Linked DNA regions of Mus musculus: all the other regions are linked to region 3. A link is a contact called in public promoter capture Hi-C data. All regions are on one chromosome and are shown on one strand. The core of a region is the stretch at or near the end of the contact, and the rest is flanking DNA. Distances in the headings are between cores, read along the strand shown. Region 1 holds the start of Calcoco1 (calcium binding and coiled coil domain 1). Region 2 holds the start of Sp1 (trans-acting transcription factor 1). Region 3 holds the start of Acvr1b (activin A receptor, type 1B). Region 4 holds the start of Prr13 (proline rich 13). Region 5 holds the start of Lima1 (LIM domain and actin binding 1). Region 6 holds the start of Fmnl3 (formin-like 3). Region 7 holds the start of Gpd1 (glycerol-3-phosphate dehydrogenase 1 (soluble)).

Region 1 (3,205 bases), core at 24-2,523, 1.5 Mb after region 3:
GCCACCAACTCAAGGTTGGGAGAAGAGAACTGATATCCCCAAGCTGTGCTCAGACTTCTGTACACCTATCTTCACACAGACACAGACAGACAGACACACACACACAGAAGTAAAAAAAAAAAAGTTAAAACAGAGTAGTACTCAGAGATGAATAAGAACAAAGTATGGATGGTGTACATGTTTGAAATGAAACTCACTGTATATTAACTTAAAAAAAAAATACACCTCAGTCCAGAGCGGGGAGGCAGCCCTTTTCTCTAGCCCACACATCTGCTTCCTGTGTCAGGTGCAGCTGATGTGTCCAATCAGACATCACCACTAGTCATATGCACACCCCCAAACATCACAAACCCACACCAGGCTGAGACAGTGGGGGAGGAACTTTAAAAGAAATTAAACACTCCATGGAGAAGGAAAGGTGGGCCAGCAATGCAATAGGAAACAGTTTCTTTGTCGGCTTTTTTTTTTTCATCTATGAAAAATCTCTCATTACAGCTACTCCGTGTTTTCTTCAATATAAGTCTTCTTAGGTTAGAGTGAGATCTGTCTCTAAAGTTCTACCCGTTGAGAACCCCAAACCCCTCCTTTCCCACAAAGACAATCTGTAACAGCTGCAGATATTCTTCAGAACTGAAAGTGTATGTGGTCAGATGCTGATGTTCAAATGCATTCTCTCTCTCTCTCCCTCTCTGTGTGTGCGTGTGTGTGTGTGTCCCCTCTCCACTGTAGGGCTCTCAGCGTTTTGGCGTTCCACAAGTTGGAAGTTTTCCCCTCAGGGATTCAGCGTAGTAAAGGCCTTTGGATCTTTGGATTTGGGTAAGAGAGAGAAGGTCTGTGAGGGCAAAGACTTGCCTGGAAAAGATTAAGCAAATATTTCAGTCCCTTCAAGCTTCCATAATCGGATCGAGCTTTACTGAGGAGGCCCCGCAAGAAAGTGAGGACAATGCGGGCTACTCCTCAAGGCCCCCCTTGAAACCAACAAAACCGAAACGTGGGGGAGGCTTCCTTAGTGCGTAAAGTATTAAAACCTAAACGCTCCTACCGTCCTCTTCTACAGTTCTCTCGGATTAGCCTTTCGCAGGCTGAGAAGCGGGCTGACCACCCCCGCGTAAGCCCACCCTCAGTTAGGCCAAGTTTCTTACCCCACGGACGGATCAGCTGTTCCCCTCACCTTTCACCAACAACAAAAACAGCACTCCGACTATAGGAGGGGAGGGGAAGAGTGACGCGAGAGCTTCTGGGGCTTGTGGTTCTTCTATGACTCGACACTGTCTACTTTTCTACCTGTGGAACTACATGTCCCAGGAGGCTGCGCGCGAGGGGCGGGGAAGAGGGCGGGGCGGTGATGGACTCAGCGTGGCATCCCGGGAGATGTAGTTCTTACTCCCGAGGCAGTTCAGGAGGGTGTGTCTTCCAAAGGACTTCACGGCCCATGATTCCTTAAGAAAGGGCAGGCTGATCTAGTGGAGGCTGCTGGTTCGTAGCATGCTTAGTGGGAGAGTTGACGGCTTTAACGCGTTCTGCACAGCTCTTTTCGGTGGGGCGGAACGCTTCCAGCACAGCCTTCTTGTTCGCTTTTACAAGATAGGCTGTAGTGTTATATCTACTTACAAAAGAAAAAACTTGTCTAAGGAATCCTCTAGGGTCAGGGCTATGAAACTGTAGAACTCTGCCAGGCCTCTCCCAAGCTACGAGCTACAGCCACCATGTTGTGGGTGGGGAAACTCACAGGGGTGGTAGTGGTTATTTATTTTTAGCTTGTTCTGACTTCAGGGTTGACAGAGCTTGTAAAAGTCTCAAAGCTTACTGTTTGGTTCCAGCTTGAGAAGATTTCCATGCCAAGGGGTCCGATAACACACACACACACACACACACACACACACACACACACACACACATACCACACCTGCACGTGCTCCCCCTGGAGTGGCTTCTGGGGCTAGGATTAGGGGACATAGCTTGAAATGGTGGCTAGGCTGTGGAATGAAAAGCATGCGGTTGAAGAGAGAGCTTGGCAGGACTGCCACAGCTCACAACAAGCTACTTAGAGAGGCTTGTTTGCCCAAGCCTTTTAACTGGCTTAAATTAATTAGAGCAACAATACAATTGTTGCTATAGGGTTGTTTTTTGTTTGTTTGTTTGTTTTGTTTTGTTTTGATAGGCGAAAGAGTCACACTGTTCCCACACCGCAGTCACTTAAGGACTTGAACCGTCCTCATCGTTGTGGGTGGCCTCCAACCCTGGAAGAGTTCAACCCCCCCCCCCTTTCTCAATATTAAAGGATTAAGTGAGATGTAATGCTACACACCTATAACCCTAGCAATTGAAGAGGCAGAGGCAGGGAGATCCTGGAGATTTCGATTCTGACTCAGGCTACACAGGAGACCCTGTCTCACAAATAAATAGTTATGCCGGAAAGACAGCTGTCCTCTCCTGGTTGGGTCCATTCTAATTATCTGTGGCAGTAGGTTCTGGCGGCGCCTCTTCTTTTACTTTTTTTTTTTTTTTGGTAGTTTTTTTTTTTTTTTTCCTTTTAAGATTGAATAGGGTATTTGATGCTGTCCTTGGGTGCCTTTCATTTGAAGATCTCCAAGCATTAAGTCACTGGGCTGCACAAACATTAAGATGACATGTCTGTGTCATTAGTCAGGATTTATGAGTTAGGGCACAAGCTGCTGGATGGGGAGATAGTTCAAGGTCCTGGGTTAGCTACGAGTGAAGCCTGTCCAAAGACTCAAGTCTCAAATGTTTATTTTGTCTGCATTCAGAATGAAAGCTTGTAAAAATCTCAGTCTCAAATAGAGCTAAGGTAATAACAACTTCCATGTTTGGGATGCTTACAGCGTTTTTAAACAGCCATAACGTATGCCCTATTATCATCCCCATTTTACGTGTAATGAGAGCAACACTCAGACAGCTGAGTAATTCGTGAGGTTAATCCAGCTAAGTGGCAGAATCAGGGTTCAAGTTCCAGTAGTCAGCACTGTATTAATGTGGCTTTAAATTCTGTTGTTGTAAGAAGCAGTGTTAGTCAGGGGATAAATATTCACTGAGCTCTTATGTGCTCAGTGAAGGCACGTGGCAACGGGAAGCCCCATCATTCAACAAGTATGTGTTAGTGTTATGCCGGATGTTCCATATGTCTCACTAAAAGGGTAAATACAGATACTGAAGGATATATTTGATTGGGTTAGTTTGTCAAGAT
Region 2 (3,240 bases), core at 511-3,010, 1.2 Mb after region 3:
GGCGCTCACTTTGTAGACCAGGCTGGCCTCGAACTCAGAAATCCAATCTGCCTGCCTCTGCTTTCCATTGCCCGGGTGAATATTTTTCTTAACGTCTTAATTTTCGTTGTTGTTTTGAAACATTGTTGGTCTGCACAGCCCTAGCTGTCCTGAAACTCAGTATGTAGATCAGGTTGGCATCAAACTTAGAAGAGATCCTCCTGCCTCTGCCTCCAGAGTTGGGTCCTAAAAGTGTGTACTACCATGCCTTACATTGAGTTTGTCATAATCAGTGCTAAATGCCTATTTAACTGGGACAACCAGGTATCTCAGCTGTCACTTCACATTTCCAAGGCCATCTCCAAAGGAGCAGAGAGCCTCGGTTCCTATCTTTAAAGTGTTTCCCTTTTTTTACAGGAGCATCCAGCCCGTAAAGTAGGACACATTAAGTGATTAACTGTATTAGTTCCAAGTACTAAACGTGGTGACACCAGTCAGTGACAAAGTTTAAATGAGGAGAAAGAAGGCGAAATGGAGGCCAGAGATTGAGGTGCCTAAGGCAAAATCTTTAACCTTTGTGATTGCAAAAGGAAGTAACTAGGTTAGCGTGCTTTCTACTAAGAGGGAAAATGGAAGTAGTTTATGAGAGCTTGGCTTCACGAAGTTCCCCAGCGTGCGTTACTCTGAAAGCTGAGTTGGTTTAGCAGGTCTGGGGCAGCTTAAGAAAATGGCGCTTGCTACATCTTCCCGAAAGACTTCCATATTGGTCAGCTCAGTCGACTTGGGTTTTCGCGTGCCGTCACCAAGCTGTCGTCCCGCCCGCCGCCGCAGGGCTTCCACCCACGGCCAGGGGGAGCCGCCCGCCCATCCCGGCAGGGGTGACATTCGAGGGGTGCTGTGTAGGAGCGGGGAAGGGACAACCCGAACAGTCTCGGGCGACGCGACACTCTCGCCCTCACGCGTCTCGACTCTGACACTTGTGGAGGGCTCCACTCAAGCGCACACCCTAACGAGGGAAGGAAGCCTCCCGAGGAGGGCCAACATGGCGACCAACTCCTTTTGGCACAGCCCGGTTCCCTCCTCAGGATGGGCGGCCCTGTAACGACCATTGGCCAAAGCTAGAGGCGGTGCCATGCTGCCTTCGCTGCCTCATTGGCTTGAGTATCGGAGGAGGAAGCCTGTTCTCCTCTCCCCATTCCAAGTTCCAGCCTCCACCTTCTCCTCGGCGCGTAATTGGCTGTTCGTTCACGTCAATACGCGTCCTGTTCCGGCTCTTTTCAGTTATCGTCCAATCAGAACTTTCTTAACTGCCCGCCTGAATTCTGATTGGTTTAGGAAGCTTGCTCCTATCCCATTCCGGCCTATTTCTTACTCTTCCCCCTACACGGACTTTGCCCAGGCATGCCCAGGATTCTGGTTGGTCGTTGTCCTGTCTTTCTTACTTAAGCTCTTCCTATCCCTACCGCTCACGGAGCCCGCCTGGAGGTTGACTGGTTTCTCTGCAAGTCCATCGTCATCTCATCCCGCCCACCACCACTTCCTGAGTTTCTAATTGGTTGCTAAAACTGAGAGGGCGGCCTTTCTGGGCGGAAACCAAGTACGCAACTTGCTCTTACACGCCTCAGCGAGAGAGCGAGTCCTACCATTGGGTAGGCAGCCCGCCTTTCCTCTGCAAGGCCCTCCTTTCACCCTCCCTCATTGGGCGGGGCAGTAGATAAGGGGCGGGGATTAGGCCGGGCTTGTGGTGCGCTGCTCCCTCCTCCTTACCCCCCCCTCCCTGTCCGGTCCGGGTTCGCTTGCCTCGTCAGCGTCCGCGTTTTTCCCGGCCCCCCCCAACCCCCCCGTACAGGACCCCCTTGAGCTCGCCCCTCAGCTGCCACCATGAGCGGTAAGGATGAGTCCACTCCGAGCCTAGGGGTGGGAGGGGAGTGAGGGGGCGCGCGCGAGGACCGACCGGGCGGTCCCCGCTGTGAGGGGGGGCGGGCGGGAGGCGGCGGCGGCGGCCTTGGTCCCGCCCGGGGCGGAGGGAAGGGAGGGAGAAGGGGCAGTGGCGGGGCCTCGGAGGAGGAGGGGGATGGGCTACCCGCCCCGGGGGAGGGGGCAGCGTGGCCTCGCCCGCCCCCTGCCCGCCCCGGCCACGAGGGACGGGCCTTACCCCCCACTACCCGGCCGGCCGCCTGAGGCTCCTCCCGTCGGGGGCTGGCGCCGCGGGGGCGGCCCGACCAGTGCAGGCCCCGCCTGGGCCAACCGCCTCCCCGGTCCGCCCGCCCTCCGGTCGCAGCCTGCCCCGGGCCCTCCCCCGCACCCCCGTAAATTTCCCTTCCCCCATCCGACCCGCCCTTGCCACGCCTCTATCCCCGAAACCGCCCCTTCCTTCTTTGGACCGCCTCCTCAGCCCCAAACCTGGGTTCTAATCCCTAGACCCTTACCTGTCCTCTCAGATGTTTCCTCACCTTCTCTTAGGATTTACTCTTTCTCAGTCCCTTCCTGTTATTGTTTACACTAGATCTTTCTTCATCTCTTATAGTCCTAATTTTAGCACACTTTCCATCCACCCACATGTTGGGTCTCCTTTTCCTTCCAGGATGCATTTTTTTTTTTTTTCTTTTTTGAGATAGGTTCTATGTGGTATTCGTAGTAACTCGAAGTTACTATTGCAGCCCTCAGACTTTTAGCTGTCTAGGTGCCTCTTCCTCTTGAGTGCTGGGATTAAGAGTGCTATCAACCCTAAGGAGCAACTCTTTATTTCTGAGACACTGAAATTCCAAATTCCCTTTCTCAAAAGGGCTATTTGTATTGGGATCAGTTCTTACTCTGTAGGCCTGGAAGACCTAGAACTGGTGAACCACCTGGCTCATCCTTCCAAGTCTTGGGATTATAGGTGTGAGTCACCATGCCTAGCTTCCAAAGCAATTTTTGAGTCATTTCTGGGGTTAATTTGTGCATAGGAAAATAGTGGCCTGTCTTGGGCACCATTAAGCTATGTGTCTATGGCTTTGGCATCCCAATTTACTATGTAGCTGAGGATTTCTTTGAACTTTTGCCTCCACTTCCAAATTCTGGGATTTTAGGCTTACCACCATATTTAGACCTATCTGGCTAAGATCTTTTTAAAAACTGTTCTGTCAGTCATTGCTGACGGTCAAATCCTTAATTTTAAATCTTATGTTGTTTTTAACACACCCCCCCCTACACACACACATACACTTAATTTATTTCTTTTGTAATTATTTTTAGACCAAGATCACTCCATGGATGAAG
Region 3 (3,318 bases), core at 389-2,888:
GTAAGACAGACTTGGAGAAGTAGGCTACTTTTGGGGGGCAGGTCATGATTGAGGGTAAAAAGAATAAAAATGGTGGTGTTTATTTACCCAGCTATGCACTAAGCACCAGTTTGACTTTCTACTTGTGTGTGTTTGTGTGTTGTACCTGGGGAATGAGACCAGAAGTCCTGTTTTCCTTGGGTTCTTTGTGTTGGAGACAATTATAAGGTAAGATGTCAGAACAGCGCCCCCCACCTTTGTTTGTTTGTTGGTTGGTTTGGGTTTTTTGTTTGTTTGTTTGTTTTTGAGACAGGTTTCTCTGAGTAGTCCTGGCTCTTCTGGGACTCACTCTGTAGACCACACTGTCCCAGAACTCAAGAGATCTGCCTGCCTCTCCTCCCTCCCTCCTTCTTGACGGTCTTCTCTATCCCTTGGTCTCACACATGAAACTATCTATGACTTTGAAAGGCTAAGATGTTGCCTGTTTTCTCCTAGTTGGTTATCAGAAGCAGAATACAGATCCCAAAGTCTCTTGTGAGCTCTTCAGAAAGATACGGGATCATTTGCCTTTTATAAGTATTTCCTACTAGGTTTGAAAGTAATGTTTATCTGGAAACTATTTAGAAGTTACTGGAATACTTAAAGGAGAAACAAAAAATTATTTCAGCCTGCCTCTGTGGCACACACACCTTTAGACCCAGCACTTGAGAAGCAGAAACAGGCAGTTCTCAGTGAGTTTGAGGCCAGCCTGGACAACATAATAAGACTCTGTCTCAAAAACAAACTGAAAACCTTAGTAGTAATATTGAGTAATATCGTTCCCTTTTCTCCTACGCATACATGCATACATATCATCCACAAAAATTTATTGTAAAGGTTGGTGTTTACATTTTCATTTAACATGGAGTAACATTTCCTCGCGCCATTAGTTTTTGTAAACCGATTTTTAATCACTAGTGCTCCTTCACATGAGTGAGCCACAGTTTATCTAAGCTTCTATGATTGCTTCTCTAGTTTCCAGCTTTTTCCAATGATAAATAAGCAAGGGAACATTTTGCGTAAATATTTAGCCTCATTATTTCCTGAAGACAGACAGGAGGAAATGCCGGGCAAATGCAATGCGTTTTGTGAAGCTGTCTGATAGGTGCTGTCACATTGTTTCCCAAAATGGTTCTACCTGGCCAGCACCCTCACCAAGGCTGTCAGCCGTGCCAGCCTAGCTACATTTCGAAAACACAGACGCTCGCTCGCACAGGTAGTTGTGTCCAGCTCGCTGCAGCGGGAGGGAGCCTCGAGGGGACGCCGGTCAGGAGACTCTGGCGACGAACCCAGCGGGACACAACGGGCCGGAGGGTCGGGGCTGGGGGAAGGAAGGAGGACGGGCGCCGGCGCGGCCACTCCGCGGAGGGAGGAGGGAGACTGTCGGTCGGCGGACCCGGCCTCCCCCGCTTTCGGCTCAGCTCCGCACGGGTGCGCGAGGTTGGCCGAGGCGAGAGCCTCCGCCCCTTTAACAGGGACCCTCCCCTTTAAGGCGGGCGCACGCGCGCACCCGGCCCCGCCCTTCGGGGGCGCGCGCGGCGGCGGCCGCACCGGCTCCCGGGAGCTCACGTGCCGGCGCGGAGCGAAGGAGCCGGGCGCGCGCGGGCGGGCGGGAGGAGGGAGGGAGGGAGGGAGAGAGGCGCCGGGGGCGCGCGCGCGCGCTGGGCGCTGCTGGGCTGCGGCGGCGGTTACTATGGCGGAGTCGGCCGGAGCCTCCTCCTTCTTCCCCCTTGTTGTCCTCCTGCTCGCCGGCAGCGGCGGGTCCGGGCCCCGGGGGATCCAGGGTGAGTCCGGGGCGGGGATGGGGGGGGGGGGCGCGGGATACAGACGGCCAGGCGAGGCCTCGCGCTCGCCGTGGGGCTCGGGCGCGCCCCCTCCCCAGCCGCGCAATATGGCCGGGCGGGGGGCGCGGAGGGCCGGGGTGGCGCTGGGTCAGCCTTGGGGACCCGCGCGCTCTTCCAGACGGAGCCCGACCGGGGCGCCCAGGGGGTCGCGCCTCCTGCACCCTCCGCTCCCACCCCAGGCTTCCTCGAGATGTGGAGGTCCCTGGCTCCTGCCCTTCAGCGCGTCCGTGCGAGGGGGGTTATTCCCTGCCAGCAGATGCTCCTGGGGGCGCCTTTTCTCCCGCCAAGATTGTGGGGTTCGACGATGGGGGGCTTGTTTCTCCGATGTGTTCTGTTGCCGAGAGCCTATGCGTACCCTAGGCTAGGAGGGTAGGGGTCTCTAAGCCTCCCTTCATCATGGGGTGCCCCTACCCTCTTTCCCCTGCCACCCTGATGGTCTAGGCACCGGAGTCACATTCCCCCTTCTTTCGCTCAGCTCCTTGGGTTCTGCAGGGCACCCCCCTCCCACCCACCTCGGATATCCATGCCTGTAGACGCTGTTTGGAGGAAATGGGGCGAGCAGGCCCCTAAACCTTTTTGGAGATTGGCCTCAGAGCCATTCCAACCCTGTGAAAACCTAGTTCCCCAGCTGTTAATCTGAATCTAGGTGTATGTGTGTTTGCATGCCTCCTCACCTCCCCCACCCCGCCCCAGGGGGCCCATTCAGTTAATCACTCCGAGGATGCTTTTCAGGTGAGATCCTGAAAACTGCTTCCAACCCCCCCACCCCCAATTATTTAAAGACCCCCACGGTTGGACCGTCTCCCTGGCCCTTGGTCAGTACTTTTGCCTTGACACACAGTCCCTCCTCCCGGCACCCACCCTCCACACACACCCCTTACCTTCCAGCCTTAAGGGCCTTGTGTGGCCAGGCCCACCCCCACCTTTCCCAGTACAGAGGTGGAGACGTTTCTGTGGGACACTACACCGGCTGTGTTGTTTATGAGGCTTGTGAGGCTGGGAAGAGCCGGTGAAACCCTAAAATATTTCATCTGGTAGTATTCTCAAATGTGCTTTGGCATTGGGGTTACAGAAGAAGGTTATATTTGGCAGTTGCATCGAAGTGATTATTGACCCACAGATGGATATGGTGAGACAATTAGGGGTTGTATTTGCTGCTCCCATTGTACAAAGCCTTCTGCTTTGGCTTCTCAGCCGCCCCCAACCTTCCAGCAATGGAAGTTCGTGTGTGTGTGTGTGTGTGTGTGTGTGTGTGTGTGTGTCTGTCTGTCTGTCTGTCTGTCTGTCTGTCTGTGGCTCTAATCTGCACGCGCACACACACACACACACACACACACACACACACGAGATGCTCAGGTGGGTCTTGGTTTAGTAACGCAGACCCTCAGTAGAAGACACCATGCTACTTTGGAGTCTCAAAACCAAGTTCACTATCCCCGTCTTTGATGTGTTCTTC
Region 4 (3,505 bases), core at 365-2,864, 1.3 Mb after region 3:
TGTAAAAGTTTGAGATCATCTTGGCAACATAGCAGGCTGAGGCCATCCTAAACTGAGTGTGAGATCCTGTCTCAAAAATAAATAAAAGTGCCGGGCATGGTGGCGCATGCCTTTAATCCCAGCCCTCGGGAGGGAGAGGCAGGAGGATTTCTGAGTTCGAGGCCAGCCTGGTCTACAGAGTGAGTTCCAGGACAGCCAGGGCTATACAGAGAATACCCTGTCTTGGAAAAAAAATAAAAAAAAATAAAATAAAATAAAATAAAATAAAATAAAATAAAAGTGTAGAGGGTGGGGAGAGGAATGTAGACAGCTAAGGTCCAGGCCTTGTGTGGCTTGTGGGAAAGTCCTTGATTTATTCATCATTTTATCTATGAACAGGGTCTCATGTAGCGCAGGATGACCTAAAACTCTCTGTGTTGCCAAGGGTGACCTTGAACTCAGGATCCTGTAAGCCCTATCTGCAAAGTGCTGGGGTTAGCTGGGCTTGGTGGCCCACACCTTTAACCCTAGCACTCGGGAGGCAGAGGCAGGTGGATTTCTGAGTTCGAGGCCAGCCTGGTCTACAAAGTGAGTTCCAGGACAGCCAGGGCTATACAGAGAAACTCTGTCTCGAAAAACCAAAAAAAAAAAATTCTGAGAGTTGTGGCTTGCTTTTGTTTTTCTAGCACCCGAGAGAGAGAGAGAGAGAGAGAGAGAGAGAGAGAGAGAGAGATATGGGATGACTGCTTTTCATCCAAAGTCAACCCAAGTCATACTGGTAGATTGTCTCAAAAACATCAAAACCAAAAATGAATTCACTTAGTTACCCAGAACAATGACATGAAACTATAACTGCACCATCTGCTGAACACATTGAAACCCTGTCTCTTATCTTTCTACAAAAAAAGAACCACAGGCTGTGGTTCTAGCAGCTGGCAACATTGAAGCCCAGGGCTGGGACTCAGCAGAACTTCCTCCTTTTGTTCTCTGAGGCCTTTTTTTGTTTGTTTGTTTTTGTTGTTATTTTCCGAGTCAGAGACAGGGCTGGTCTGTGTGGCTCTGGCTGTCTTGGAACTCACTATGCAGACCATGCTGGTTTCAAACTCAGAGATTCACCTGCCTCTGCCTCCTGAGTTCAGGGACTAAAGGTGTTGTGCCATCATGACAGAGCTCTCTCTGAGGTTTTATGTAGGGTTCCCTAAGAAGCTAATATTGTCTTTAAATTCTGATTCTCTTCCTCCATTTCCAAAATGCTAGGTTACAGACAAGTCTACCCATCAAGCAGGCACTTGGTGCACATACACTGAGGCAAAACACTCATACACATTAAAAAAAAAAATCTTAAAATTTAAGCAAAACAACAACAAAAAAAAACAGTGAGAGTTTATCTCGTTGGCTCAGGTCCTTGCTTGGAGCTGACCCCGCCTCGGTCCCGCCCTAAGGAGCATTTCCGCTGCGTCTCCGTATTTCACCTGTATGTATTTCACAACGCAATGTTTTCTCCCTAAGGCTCCGCCTGGCGGCCAGCGCAACGGTTTCCTCCTTGTTTAGTTGGACCACAGCGATTGACAAGTCAGTTCTCCAATCATCGTGTCAAAGTGATCACATAATTATTAACTAGGTCACAGGGGCGGTGCGGAAGTATAGAATGAATAGGAGTGACCAGGAAGTGCGAACCCAGACTGAGAAGGAGGACAGGAGCGGGCTGGCGATCTGGGAAGGTGACAGGGCATCTGGCCTCCCAAATTCCATCTCTCCTCTTAGCTGGGCCAGGGATCCATTTATTCCTGAGAACTAAGAACTCCATTTGCTCTTTGGGGGTTGTGTGTGTGTTCTAAGAGTTTTGGGACCTGGAGTGTCTTTCTTGATATTCAGGATGGGATTATTTGTTTGTTTATTTATTTATTTTTATTTATTTGTTTATTTTAGCTTCACTTCAGGGGTGCCCCCGGGGCGAGCAGGGAGTTTAGGTCCCATCTCACACTACGGATGCTTAAAGGCCTCCGGTCCCTTTCCAGGGAGAGGGAAATGAGACTTCTCCATCCAGGTGAGATAGTGAAAGTGGGAGGGGCCCTGGGAAGAGAGTTCCTGTGATTTAAATCCTGGGCTAGAGTAGGCTATGAGGATGCGGGAAAGAAAAAGGGAACTTTTTTTTTTGTTTTGTTTTTGTTTGTTTGTTTGTTTTTGTTATTTCGAGACAGGGTTTCTCTGTATAGCTCCAGCTGTCCTGGAACTTACTTTGTAGACCAGGCTGGCCTCATTCGCCTGCCTCTGCCTCCCAAGTGCTGGTATTAAAGGTGTGCACCCCCACGCCCAGCAGGGAACTTTTTTTCATTTCCTTTTGTTTTGGGTTTGACACAGGGTAGCTCTAGCTGTCCTGTAACTCTTTTTCGACCAGGCTGGTCTGGAACTCAGAGATCCACCTGCCTCTGTTTCCAGAGTGCAGCCCATTTTTAAGTGGAGGTTTATCTGTGAGAGTCTTGGTAGGGTGGAGGCTGTAGGGTGGGGCTCGGGTTCTCGAAAATCCTCCTCCCTTCCTGGAACCTTCAGACTTTGCCTGGTTTACTTCCTAGGCTTGAGCTAACATCTCGACATGTGGAATCCTAATGCTGGTAAGTTCCTGGGGGCTCTCCTCTGACCTGCCCCAGCCCATTTTGCAATGAAACAGGAAGTTTCTATCTATCCCCGCAGCCCCAAGCAAAAGCAAAGCCACCGGACCACTGCTAGTTACCAAGTTCTGCCTTTCCATAAGGCTTAAGAACGGTAGTGATTTGTATTATGTGTTGATAGAGGTTCCGGACAGTTCTAATCTTTATTCTCGGATTCTTCTTCCAGGACCGAATCCATATCCACCCCAAGTTGTGTGCCCAGGAGGTTCCAATCCTGCCTGTCCACCACCTCTCAATCCTGCCTTTCCCCCTGGCCCCTGTCCTCCCGGAATTCCCCAGGGAAACCCAGCTTTCCCTCCGTGTCGTCCCCCTTATCCTGTACCACAACCAGGGTGTCCAGGATACCAACCCTCAGGTCCCTACCCTCCCCCATACCCACCACCTGCTCCTGGCATGTGCCCCGTGAATCCTCCGGCTCCTGGCATGGTGGGTCCCGGAATCGTGATAGACAAGAAGACTCGGAAGAAAATGAAGAAAGCTCATAAGAAGTCGCACAAGCATCACAAGCACGGGAAGGTCAGTGTCATCTGGAGCCTGGCTGGGGAAGGAGCTCCGTTCAGAGGGACCAGGGGTGATCAGGAGTTGGGGAAGGACTTTCACGGTTTGTGGGCACAGGCGATGGTGTGTGGGAGCGGTAGCCCGCAACCTTGTCGCTTTAGCAGATGTAGATGGTTTTTCCTTTAAGTAAGGGGATCCTCCTGAAAGGAGTTTAGTAATATTGAGGCATCAGATCACTCCCATCTGCCAAGGAAAAGTGAAGGGGTGCGGGGAGGATTTCTGTGCCAAAAGCCCTCGACCTTCTTTACCTAACTCTTTCCCAGTAACTTCCCTCACCCACCCCGGGTGTATCCTTTGGT
Region 5 (3,644 bases), core at 9-2,508, 1.3 Mb before region 3:
TATATATATATATATATATATATATATATATATATATATATATATATATATATATATATATATATATATTGAAGGTCAGGGACAGTGGAGCACACCTTTAATCCTAACATTCAAGATGCAGAGGCAGCCATATTTCAGGCAGCCAAAGCTAGATAGCCAGCTCAAGGCTAGTCAGGGATTCTCTGAAGAAGCAGAAAGAGGAAGAGAAGAAGAAAAAGGAGGGAGAGGAGGAGGAGAAGACAACGACTGAGGAGGAGTTGTTCTTTCCTGCTAACTCTATAGCTTTTTGAAGGCTGTCTAAACATGATCACACTTGGTCGTCCATAGACTAACTGGACTAGGTATTTGTACCAGTAACTATGTAGATACAAAGTAGCCCACTCACCCACTTCCGTGCCAAGGATGATCTGCCCTCCAAAGGTCAACGTCTTAAAAACATAACCTCACAGTCTTCGGCTAACTTGCAAAGTCAACAGAACCATTTGGATTAGGCAGATTTTTGAGAGCTGGAATTAGTTGCAAGACAATAGCAGATCAGTATCTCTCACCAGGATCAGCTAAACTCATTGTTGTGAGCACCAATAAGAAGGCTAGGACGGGTGCCAGATGGTTCGCTCCTAGCACCCACGACTTCGAGCTCCAGTGTGTGTGGCCAGGGGTGTACAGTTACCTAATATTAACACCTACGGATGCGAGTGAGCAGTGGATCCCAGCTCAAGTACACCATAGCGATTTGGGAAGGACACAGCAAGTAGGAACTGTTCGGAAGGATGTTAAGTCTTAACCAGAGTTCATCTGGAGGAATGGACGGGAGAAAAATTGGAAAAGGAACGGCCGCGTGGAAGAAGGAAAGAGTGGCAGGATTACCTCCCTAAGAGGGTGTTTTAACTTTTGATGAAATGCCACTTTCCCTCCATCCCGTGCGAGACCAGGGGCCCAGGCAGCGAAGTCTCAGTCCCTTGGACTTCCCAGAAGGGAGGGCGGAGCATGGGAGGCTCCTCCAACGTGGACCCCAAGGGGTGAGCCTCCTGCTCCTGCTACCCACCGCCTCAAAATACGCGGGGAGAGTGCGGGGCTCAGCAGGGTCTCCGCGCGCATGCAGGCTGCGGAGGGCGAGGCGAGAGGAAGCGCTTACCTGACTAGAAAGCCGTCGGGGCTCGGCGCTGCACGGCCACGGTCCTGCGCTCTGTCTGCCCAGCGCACCTGTCGCAACTGGGCTGCAGCACCTTCAGCTCCGCGGCCCCGCCCCGGCCCCGCTCAGAGCCCCGCCCCCTGCCGCGGAGGCGCGCCCGTCTCCCGCCTCCCGCGCGGCCTTGGAGCGAACGTGCTCGCTCCCGGCGGCGTGTTCAACTCGTGACCGGAGCGTCGCCCTAGTAGCGGTGGTGTTGCAGGAGGCGTGGCTCCTGTGTCAGCCTCCAACTTGGTCGTGTCCCCTTTCTGGCTCACCCTATCTCTCTCTGACTAGAGATTGCAGCAGTTTGATCTGAGACTCACCCAGAAATCTGGTCTAAGTGCAACTTCAGGGAAGTTCCTGGTGCTGTCGGGGTAAGTTCTGTGGAAAGGTATTTTAAGAGAGGCCATGCCCTGTGCTGCAAAGAGCTGCCAAAGAGGCCTGGCTCAGACTACATTGGATCACTTCACCTCAGTGGACCTGAGTTTCCTCAGGAAAGGATAGGATTAGATAAGAGTAGGTGGTGTCCAAGTTCTCCAAGAGCTATGGGTTTTGTTTGTTTGGTTTTTGGTTTTTTGTTTTTTTCAACAACGGGTGGTTTTCCTTCATTTTCTTTTGAGACAGAGGAGGGTCATCACATGTAGCTGAGATTAGCCTGGAACTCACAGTGTAGCTGAAGTGATCTTTGAGCTGTTGGCTCACAAAACTGCCCGTAACTCCAGCACCTGGGGAACCTGATACCATTTTCTGGCGTCCGTGAGGAACTGCACACACATCACACACTCACACACATATACATACTAATAAGATTAAATAAAAGTCTTTTTTAAAAGAGGCTCTAAGAGAAGGGTAGTAGCACACACCCTAGAGTGGGCTTGCACTTCTCAACAGTGTCTGCAAGACCTGTTTCTGTTTCTGCACTAGGAATGTGAGGGTCTGAATAGATCATGAGGAGACATAGCATGTGGCCATCCAGCCCTCAGATTCTTGGCTCCACCACCATTCCTCTCTGCACGAAGCCTTTTGATAGTATCCTTTCCTGAGGTCTAGTGACATACCAAACGAAAGGAATTCTGAGGCTTTTCATGTGAGTGTTGATTAGTATCATAAGGGCCAGTGGTAGAAAGATTTGTTCAACTCCTAAAGCAGTCACTGGCAAAGGGCACAGGACATGTGGCCTTTATCCTGGCAACTGAGGTAGGATGGTTGCCTTGAGTCCCTGGATGTCCAGTGTTACAGAGTGAGAATAACCCAAAAGGAACAAAACAAGAAACCTACAAAAAGCTGTTGATGAACAAGTTTTAAGGAATTGAGCCATTCACCAAGGATAGAATATCATTCAAAAATCTAACCTAGACTGATTTCTGGATAAATGTACTAAAGAAGCAAATTAACTTTATTCGAAGATTAAAAGGGTTTTGTTTTTGTTTTTGTTTTTTTAAACGGGAAATCAGCAAACTTCTCTAACAGCTTGGGAAAGGAGCTTCATAAGCCGAACAAGGAAGTAATGATATTGGCTTTGCTTTATTTGATACGGTCACATGGCAGCTCCCTAGTTATATAACCAATTGACTGGTTGGCTATCTGTGAATGGCTGTCTCGATTCAGAATTAATCAGTTAGAAGGACTTTCTGGTACAAAAATAACCTTAGGCTAATGGCCTGCTTATTTTGTGTTAACACCATTAAACATGAATAATCCAAGGCCTGAGAACTGGTCACCACCCACAATGGGCCCTCGTACCCTTGATCACTGATTGAGAAAATGCCTTATAGCTGGATCTCATGGAGGCCTTTCCTCAAGGGAGGCTCCTTTCTCTGTGATAACTTCAGCTGTGTCAAGTTGACACACAAAACCAGCTGGGACAGGAGAATGTTAAAGAGGATGTGTTACCAATATGGGACCGGACTTCAACAAACTCACTCTGTTGTATACGGAATCCCCTCAATAGAAAACACAGGACCGAGCCAATTAGGAGTCCATTCTCCACAACAACAGCAACAGCAGCAACAACAACAACAAAAATGTGTAGCCTGGGGGCTGGTGAGATGGCTCAGTGGGTAAGAGCACCCGACTGCTCTTCCGAAGGTCAGGAGTTCAAATCCCAGCAACCACATGGTGGCTCACAACCATCCGTAACGAGATCTGACTTCTTCTTCTGGAGTGTCTGAAGACAGCTACAGTGTACTTACATATAATAAATAAATAAATCTAAAAAAAAAAAAAATGTGTAGCCTGTGTTGGGGTTTTGGCTCTAAATCTTGTTTCAGCCGCTTTCCTACTAGACCACTAACTTAACTCCCAAAGGGCCTTTTTGAAAGTATAGGTGGTAGAACACCACAGGGGGCTTGTATTTGCAAGTGCTAATGATAAACTATCAGGATTTCCTTTTAAAGATTTACTTATTTATTTTATGTATATGAGTACAACTATAGCTGTCTTCAGACACACCAGAAGAGGGCATCGGATCCCA
Region 6 (3,556 bases), core at 388-2,887, 1.8 Mb before region 3:
GCTTGGAGAGCTTGAGGTGATTTACACAGAACATTGATTCCAGGAGTCCTAACCCAGCCCTGTGCCTTAAACCAGGGACTCTATGGAGGTGGTGCAGATACATCACAGGTGTGCAAGCATACTGATTTTTTTTTTTTCCTCCTTCTTCCTTGGGGCAGCTGAAGGTCATAATTGATCCCCTCCGGGTGTGCCCTGATATTAAGCGCCTGCCAGGGGCCATCCTTTCTTGCTTCCCCTGACACACCTCTGTGGAACATCCTGGACTCTCTCTGAGTCCAAGTTGGTGCCATTGAGATGATGATGTGAGGCTCCCCACATTGCAGAGGCCAGGATCTCTAGACAGCTCCACTGCTGCCAACAGATCTAATCTCCCTCTTCCAAGGCAGATGAAATCCAATAAGGCTGCTAAGTCTACAACTTATCCCTCCTCACGGGCAAAGTCAGTCCTTCAGACCGTACCAACAATACACCAGAATTATTACTATCTCCTAATAGCTCTTTGGGGGAAGAAGTGAAAGCTATTTCCCCAAGTTTTTCAGATTTATCTGTTAGCGTTATGTTCATTTTTTTTTTAAAGCTTCATGTTGAACATGGTCCAGCTTCCTCTCAGTGATACCTGCTACTAACCTCTCTATTCAGAGTCACTCACATCAACGTCCAAGCCCCAGGGCAAAGGAGAATCAGTTCGTCTTTAGAAACCATCCCTTTTGAAACCACAGAAGGACTACAAAGAACCACAAGCAACGGTACACGAACCAGTCACCAAAGTTTAACATGAAACGAGGGAGGATAAAAAACCAGGCGGGATGGTTTGTGTATTGTTTCAATTGGGGGGAAAAAACTGTCTAGTCAAATGGCTTATCCACATGTTCAGCCTAGGCAAATCCACTATAACTTAGCAGGATGCCTGCAGGCGGTCCTGAAATAAGTAGAATGGCATCGCTTCTTATCCCACCCCCCACCCCCATGGGCAGCCAGCCCCTTCTCCAATCCCCCCTTTTCCTCCCCGAAACATCTGGTCTGAACGCGAGACCCGCTCTCATGAAGGAGGAAAAATGCCTGATTTTGGCTGGGGACCCAACAGCTTCCGAAACCGTCCCACCAGCGAGGTCCCGGGAATGGAATTCCGGCAGCGGACCGGGAAGTCTGAGGGAAGTGGGGAGGGAGGAGTCTGGACCTCGGGCAGGTCCCGGGCTTGGGGACCCCTCCTCCCCGACCCCCGACGGGCCGCTCCGAGCTGCCGGCCGGGCCAGGCGTTGACGGGGCTGCGGGGGTGGGCGGGACCCGGCGGGGGCTGTGGGGGCGGCGGGAAGGCAGCAGCGCCGGTCTCACCAGCACTAGGGCGAATCTCTCTTCCAGCTCGCACGGCTCGGGCATCGGCGTCTTGCCGGGCGGCAGCAGCAGCGGGACGGAGGGCGGCTCGCCCGGGCCACCGTCGGTGCTCTCCAGGTTGCCCATCGCGGCGGGGCCTCCTCCGGGCCTCAGCCCTCCACCTCCTCGCCAGGGCCCTCAGCCGCTCCGACCTGGCTCCTCCCTCAGCGCCCGCTCCCCAGGCCCGATTCCTCCGCCCCTCAGGGGGCGCCTCGCAGTCCGGCGGGCGGCGGCGAAGCGCTCGACGCGCTGAAGCGCGCCTTATTCATGCAGGCCACGCCCACCGCCCACCGCCCCGCCCGCGCCTAACTGACAGCCGCGCCTCCCAATCACAGAGCCTCCCGCCCTCGGCGGCCTCGCGCCTGGCTGCGAGCGCGCCCTGGTGGCCCTTGGTGGGCATCCAATCGCTGTGTTTGTTGGAGGATGTAGCCACAGAGCGCGGACTGCAAAGTTAACTGGGAACACTAGGGAGACCACCATCTGTGACTCAGGTCTGTTCATTCCAGCACTGGAGAGGCTGCGGCTGAAGGACTGCTTGATTGGAGACCAGCCTGAGCTACATAGCAAGACTGTCTCAGAAAAAAAGCAACTTATCGTGAGAGCCATGTATATAACCCCGGAGAAGTCACACCACCACCTTCTGAGCTTTTGTCGACTGGAGGGAGAAATTTGCGCTTGAAAGAATGATTGAAATTAGCCGGGCGTGGTGGCGCACGCCTTTAATCCCAGCACTTGGGAGGCAGAGGCAGGTGGATTTCTGAGTTCGAGGCCAGCCTGGTCTACAAAGTGAGTTCCAGGACAGCCAGGACTATACAGAGAAACCCTGTCTCGAAAAACCAAAAAAAAAAAAAAAAAAAAAAAAGAATGATTGAAATTATTCCTGTGAGGGCTGGAGATGGCTCTGCTGTTAAGAGCAATGGCTGTCCCTCTGGAGGACCTGAGTTCCATTCCAAGCAACTACAGAGCTGCTCACAACTGTCTGTAACTCCCATTTCCAAAGGATCCGCGACACCTTCACACGTGTGATACGTAGGAAAAACACCTAGAAAATGCACGTTTTTAAAAAGGTGATTGCTGTGACCTAATGTCCATTTCGGCCTGGCTCACAGAGGATTTTATTATCCAAGGATGGTATCTCTTTTTCTGGAGCCTTACACAGACTTCTCCAGGTCTCAAGTTCCTGTACAATGCAAACAGTAAACCATACAAACAGCATATCAGAGAACAGAGGTTAGACTGTGGAAGTAAATGCCTTGGATTTGGTAGAAAGCGATCTGTTAGGTCCTTCCGCTGCTCACAGCCCTCCAGCTCTGATGGAACCGAAGACTGCTGGCTCACCACTAGACTCTGCTGCACGCCACACTGTGGCAATGCCTGCTTTCTGGAGAGGTCATGCATGCCCTTCCCTGGACTTGGCTTTAGGAAGGATGGGATTCCATCCAAAAGAGACTCGGGAGGGAGATATATTTGACACAGACATCCAGGGAGGGGAAAGGCTTCTTCCTGACAGACAGAGACAGGTGAAAGAGGCATTTAGAATAAGACCTTATCAACTGGTATGAAAATAGGAGAACAACTCTGCTCTGGCTTGTCATTACTAACAAGGTGATGGGCTTCTGTCATTTCTGTCAGCCTTTATCCCTCTTCTTCTGGTGATAGAGAAGTTCTCTTTTAGAGAACCACTAGATTCTGTTTTTGGCTGAAGTGCAGCTGGACTTTGCTCCTATCAAGGAGCAGGACTTGGCCCAAGACTGCCCAATGTTAGAGACTGTAGGACTAGTCAAGGCTGTAAAGGAAGAGTCAGGAAAGAGGCTCTCTGTTCCTGGAGCTTGAGAATTGTTAACCCATAAACCTACAGCTATTCTTGCTTACCTTGCCATCACGTCAAGCCCAACCTGCCTGAGAATGAAGCTAGTACATGGAGAACAGCTGCGAGGGTAACACAGACTCCAGATGACTGGAAACCAGATCCAACCGCTCAAGTTGTCACCCAAATGTTTTAGTCATTCATTCAACAAACGCTTTTTTGAAAAGATTATTATATGTCAGATGCTTTTCTGAGCATTGAAGATACATATGTGAGCAAAAAGAGCACACTTGTTTATCATGAATACTCAAGTAACATGGAGCATAAATAGAAATTTGACGGGAAGCGTGCCTTCTTCATCCCTGTGTGGTACCTCTT
Region 7 (3,288 bases), core at 112-2,611, 1.5 Mb before region 3:
TCTTAGTCAAACAGATGTCTGTGGGTGCCATGGAGCCCAAACTGCTGGATATGGGCCTGCCTTTCTCCCCCTCCCCCAAAGCTACACACCCACACCGGCATCAGAGACCACAGAGCTGCGGAGACATGGCTACCCTTGAGTTTTAGAGGCTGCTGCTGTAACTGGCTTCTCTGGCCCTGTCTAGAGACTGTAACCAGCTGTTTAATTTAAGGGTCCCTGTGGGATAAGCAGAGCCTGAGAGAAGAAATTGAAGGGAGATCAGGCTTATCCAGGAGCATGTGCTGGCCACCACCTTCTGCCCTTCCTGAAGCCTGGAAGGAGTGTGGGTGGGCCACGTGTCACCAGTGGCCTTTGACCTTCCTTCCCTTTAGAGACCTTCAAACGGAGATTATCTGAGGTGAAGGGGCAACCTGTGGGTCCCTGACCTGCAAGTAACCAAGATGACCTTGTTATTTTTAGTTTTCCAAGACAGGGTTTCTTTATGTAACCCCCCCCCCCCCACTATCTGGGAACTCACTCTGTAGACCAGGCTGGCCTCAAACACACAGAGATTCACCTACCTCTGCCTCCTGAACGCCAGGATTAAAGGTGTGCACCACTATGTCCATTTTCTCCCGAGATATTTTAATCCTTGGTCGGGGTGGGGGTATACACCAAAGCAGCCCCTTACTGTGTATGTGGTATTGTAGTATTATTCCCTAGAAGGTGCTCACATCCCTTGATCCTCTCACCCAGAGCCCGTGGTGGAGCTACCATCATGGGACATCATGGGAGTGGAACAGCTGAGGATCTGGGGGAGGCACATGCTAGCTAGCGAGAGCGATGAGGCGTTTGCCTTTGAAAACATCGCTGTTGCTGACGCTAGTGCTTTTTTCTCTCTCTCTCTGAAACAGACTAGCCTCGAACTCATCGAGACCCTCTTGCCTCTGCTTCCCAAGCGCTGGGGTTAAAGACATGCACCACCATGCCGAGCCCTGTCAGTTGCAGTTTATTTCAGTGCTGGAGACTGAAGGCATAGCTGGGGGGGGGGGGTGTGATAGCTGGGGGGGGGTGTGATAGCTGGGGGGGGGGGGGTGTTACTGTTTCTTGACCAGACTCAATACCAATACGTAGGTGGAGAACTAAGCCGAGGCCAAACGAGGGAAGAAGCTGGCCAGCACTGTCAGCTGGGAACTCGAGAGGAAAAGCTGGCCTGGCCTCAGCCTCAGTCCTGTTCTCCACCTGTCTGTCCCCTTTACTACCCTTTCTGCAGGCCAGACTCCTAGTCCCTGGGTGCCAGCCTCTGGGCCACCTCAGGGGCGGAGCTTGGCTGCACCCACGTGTGGTGGAGTTAAATACTCGGAGCCCACACCCGCCGGGGCAGAGAAGCAGCAAGCAGCACCATGGCTGGCAAGAAAGTCTGCATTGTCGGCTCTGGCAACTGGTGAGTGGTTCTGTGAAGGGCAGGGGGGGAGGGAAGGGCTCTCCGAGGGCTGAGGGGCTCCGCGGAGGGAGGCTGGGTGAGCAGGAAGCGGGCAGAGGGTAGGAAATGCCCTCAGGAGCCAGCTGGACTCCTGCTGCCGTCTCCAGTGCTTACGGTACACAGGACAGTCTGTGCCCAGCCTCCCGGCTGTGCCCGCCTGGGCGCTGCACCTGTTCACCACAGGAAGGTGAGCAGAGTGCTGTTGCCTTCCCTGCCTGAGAAGCTGCCTGCGCGGTGTAGGGAAGGCTAGCCCACCTCCCCAGCAGCAAAGACTGGATAGATTGAATCTTCTATTGCCAGTTGTGGGAGACACATTCATCATAGGGGACCAGGGTGGGAGTAGGGGGGCGGAGTGACGTGAGAGTGAGAGGCAGGAGGTAAAAAAAAATCCAACAAGCTTTATGAGTTCCTCCCCCTCCTCCCTGTCACCCTAGTCCACTTTCCTGTGTTTCCTCTCCCGCCAGGGGCTCAGCCATTGCCAAGATCGTGGGTAGCAATGCAGGCCGGCTGGCACACTTTGACCCACGGGTGACCATGTGGGTGTTTGAGGAAGACATCGGGGGCAGAAAGCTAACTGAGATCATCAACACTCAGCACGAGAATGTTAAATACCTGCCAGGGCACAAGCTGCCCCCCAATGTGGTGAGCTCCAACTCGATGTGAGAAGAGAGAGAGAGCGAGGCAAGGAAAGGGTATACTCAGTCAACACGCAAAAGTGACTTCGAGGTGCCTCCTTCCCAGAGGAGGGGAGGAGGCCACTGTAGGCGCCCGCTGGCTTGGTGGAGCAGCAGGCGGGGTGCTCTAGGCCTGGAGTACCCCTCCCCCATTAAGCCCCTATATTACTCTTTTGGAATCTTTCTGGAATCTGAATGTACCACCCCTTAGAGGTGCTAGGTGGAAAAGAGGGGTCTCCATGGCAACCAAAGGCTGGTTCTCAGGCTCCCGGACTCGGGGTCCAACTTCTCCTGCCTGCCCTGAACTCTAACCCTGTTACTCATTCACTGGTTATTAGCAGATCTGAAGGCTGATCATTGGACTTTTGGTCTTTGGTCAAATCCATATGGCATTCTCCTCACCTAGAAAGGGGGGACAGAGAGTCCGCAGGGAGACTGGGGCTCCCACTGCCAAGTTCGGGCCCCTAAGACGCAGCAGTGATGAAATCTTAGTTGGCCTCTTCCCCCTGCCAGGCCTAGGCTGCCTTTGGCAGTCTTCACTGACCCATAGCCAAGGGCTAAACGTGTGGCAGCGTGGAGGCAGGCGTGTTCTAGGAAGCTTCAGTGCCCCAGGAGAGCTGGGGACAGGGAACACAGAAGTTCTGATAGTTCCTGTTAAAGTCTCAAAAACCCTCCCTCCCCTAACACTGGCTTGGAGATCTTCTGCAAGGGGGTCCCCTTGGGACTAGGAGAGGTCTACCAGGCACACGAGAGCTTCTGCTCTCCTTCACAGGTGGCCATCCCAGACGTGGTCCAGGCTGCAACAGGCGCTGACATCCTGGTTTTTGTGGTACCCCATCAGTTCATTGGCAAGATCTGTGACCAGCTCAAGGGCCACTTGAAGGCCAATACTATTGGCATATCTCTTATTAAGGTACCAGAGACGCTTTGGCATGTTTGGGGGTGAGGTGCAGCTAACTTTTGTGGGGTGTGGGGGTAGATAGAAGAGCACATAAAAGAATATACAGAACAAGACCGACAACCCGGATGGAGATGGGAGGGATTGGCTTTGGAGAGAGTAAAGAAAGCAGTTGGGGCTGGGCGTGGTGGCACACACCTTCAATCCCAGCACTTGGGAGGCAGAGGCAGGCTGATTTCTGAGTTCAAGGCCAG

The links. Promoter capture Hi-C pulls out the DNA fragments that hold promoters and counts their contacts.
Region 1: a promoter capture Hi-C map of pre-B cells shows a contact between it and region 3, with 4 times the contacts expected there. The contact joins the promoter of Calcoco1 here to the promoter of Acvr1b in region 3. A contact is called at or near these places in 1 of 39 promoter capture datasets (pre-B cells) and 1 of 484 Hi-C or Micro-C datasets (B cells).
Region 2: a contact with region 3 is called in a promoter capture Hi-C map of pre-B cells, with 2.8 times the contacts expected there. The contact joins the promoter of Sp1 here to the promoter of Acvr1b in region 3. A contact is called at or near these places in 3 of 39 promoter capture datasets (the C10 cell line, neutrophils and pre-B cells).
Region 4: a contact with region 3 is called in a promoter capture Hi-C map of hippocampal neurons, with 2.2 times the contacts expected there. The contact joins the promoter of Prr13 here to the promoter of Acvr1b in region 3. A contact is called at or near these places in 6 of 39 promoter capture datasets (the HPC-7 cell line, cranial neural crest, hippocampal neurons and 3 more).
Region 5: a contact with region 3 is called in a promoter capture Hi-C map of pre-B cells, with 4 times the contacts expected there. The contact joins the promoter of Lima1 here to the promoter of Acvr1b in region 3. A contact is called at or near these places in 1 of 39 promoter capture datasets (pre-B cells) and 1 of 484 Hi-C or Micro-C datasets (CD4 T cells).
Region 6: a contact with region 3 is called in a promoter capture Hi-C map of embryonic stem cells, with 7 times the contacts expected there. The contact joins the promoter of Fmnl3 here to the promoter of Acvr1b in region 3. A contact is called at or near these places in 2 of 39 promoter capture datasets (embryonic stem cells and pre-B cells).
Region 7: a contact with region 3 is called in a promoter capture Hi-C map of pre-B cells, with 2.6 times the contacts expected there. The contact joins the promoter of Gpd1 here to the promoter of Acvr1b in region 3. A contact is called at or near these places in 1 of 39 promoter capture datasets (pre-B cells), 1 of 115 datasets of contacts at active chromatin or transcription factors (embryonic forebrain) and 1 of 9 other capture datasets (liver).

What each region holds. Positions count from the first base shown.
Region 1 is chr15:102,720,905-102,724,109 of GRCm38.p6, forward strand. It overlaps Calcoco1 (calcium binding and coiled coil domain 1), which reads right to left and starts at 1,274. Exons shown (of 15, transcript NM_026192.3): 1 at 1,143-1,274.
Region 2 is chr15:102,404,556-102,407,795 of GRCm38.p6, forward strand. Sp1 (trans-acting transcription factor 1) reads left to right here and starts at 1,761. Exons shown (of 6, transcript NM_013672.2): 1 at 1,761-1,867; 2 at 3,217-3,240. The coding sequence starts at 1,861.
Region 3 is chr15:101,172,434-101,175,751 of GRCm38.p6, forward strand. It overlaps Acvr1b (activin A receptor, type 1B), which reads left to right and starts at 1,639. Exons shown (of 9, transcript NM_007395.4): 1 at 1,639-1,802. The coding sequence starts at 1,712.
Region 4 is chr15:102,457,556-102,461,060 of GRCm38.p6, forward strand. It overlaps Prr13 (proline rich 13), which reads left to right and starts at 1,615. Exons shown (of 4, transcript NM_001170911.1): 1 at 1,615-1,700; 2 at 2,553-2,591; 3 at 2,815-3,164. The coding sequence starts at 2,573.
Region 5 is chr15:99,874,198-99,877,841 of GRCm38.p6, forward strand. Lima1 (LIM domain and actin binding 1) reads right to left here and starts at 1,259. Exons shown (of 11, transcript NM_001113545.1): 1 at 1,136-1,259.
Region 6 is chr15:99,368,845-99,372,400 of GRCm38.p6, forward strand. It overlaps Fmnl3 (formin-like 3), which reads right to left and starts at 1,638. Exons shown (of 27, transcript NM_011711.2): 1 at 1,333-1,638. The coding sequence starts at 1,458.
Region 7 is chr15:99,716,226-99,719,513 of GRCm38.p6, forward strand. Gpd1 (glycerol-3-phosphate dehydrogenase 1 (soluble)) reads left to right here and starts at 1,362. Exons shown (of 8, transcript NM_010271.3): 1 at 1,362-1,423; 2 at 1,927-2,104; 3 at 2,909-3,049. The coding sequence starts at 1,383. All of the region lies in intron 2 of Gm16537 (predicted gene 16537), which reads right to left.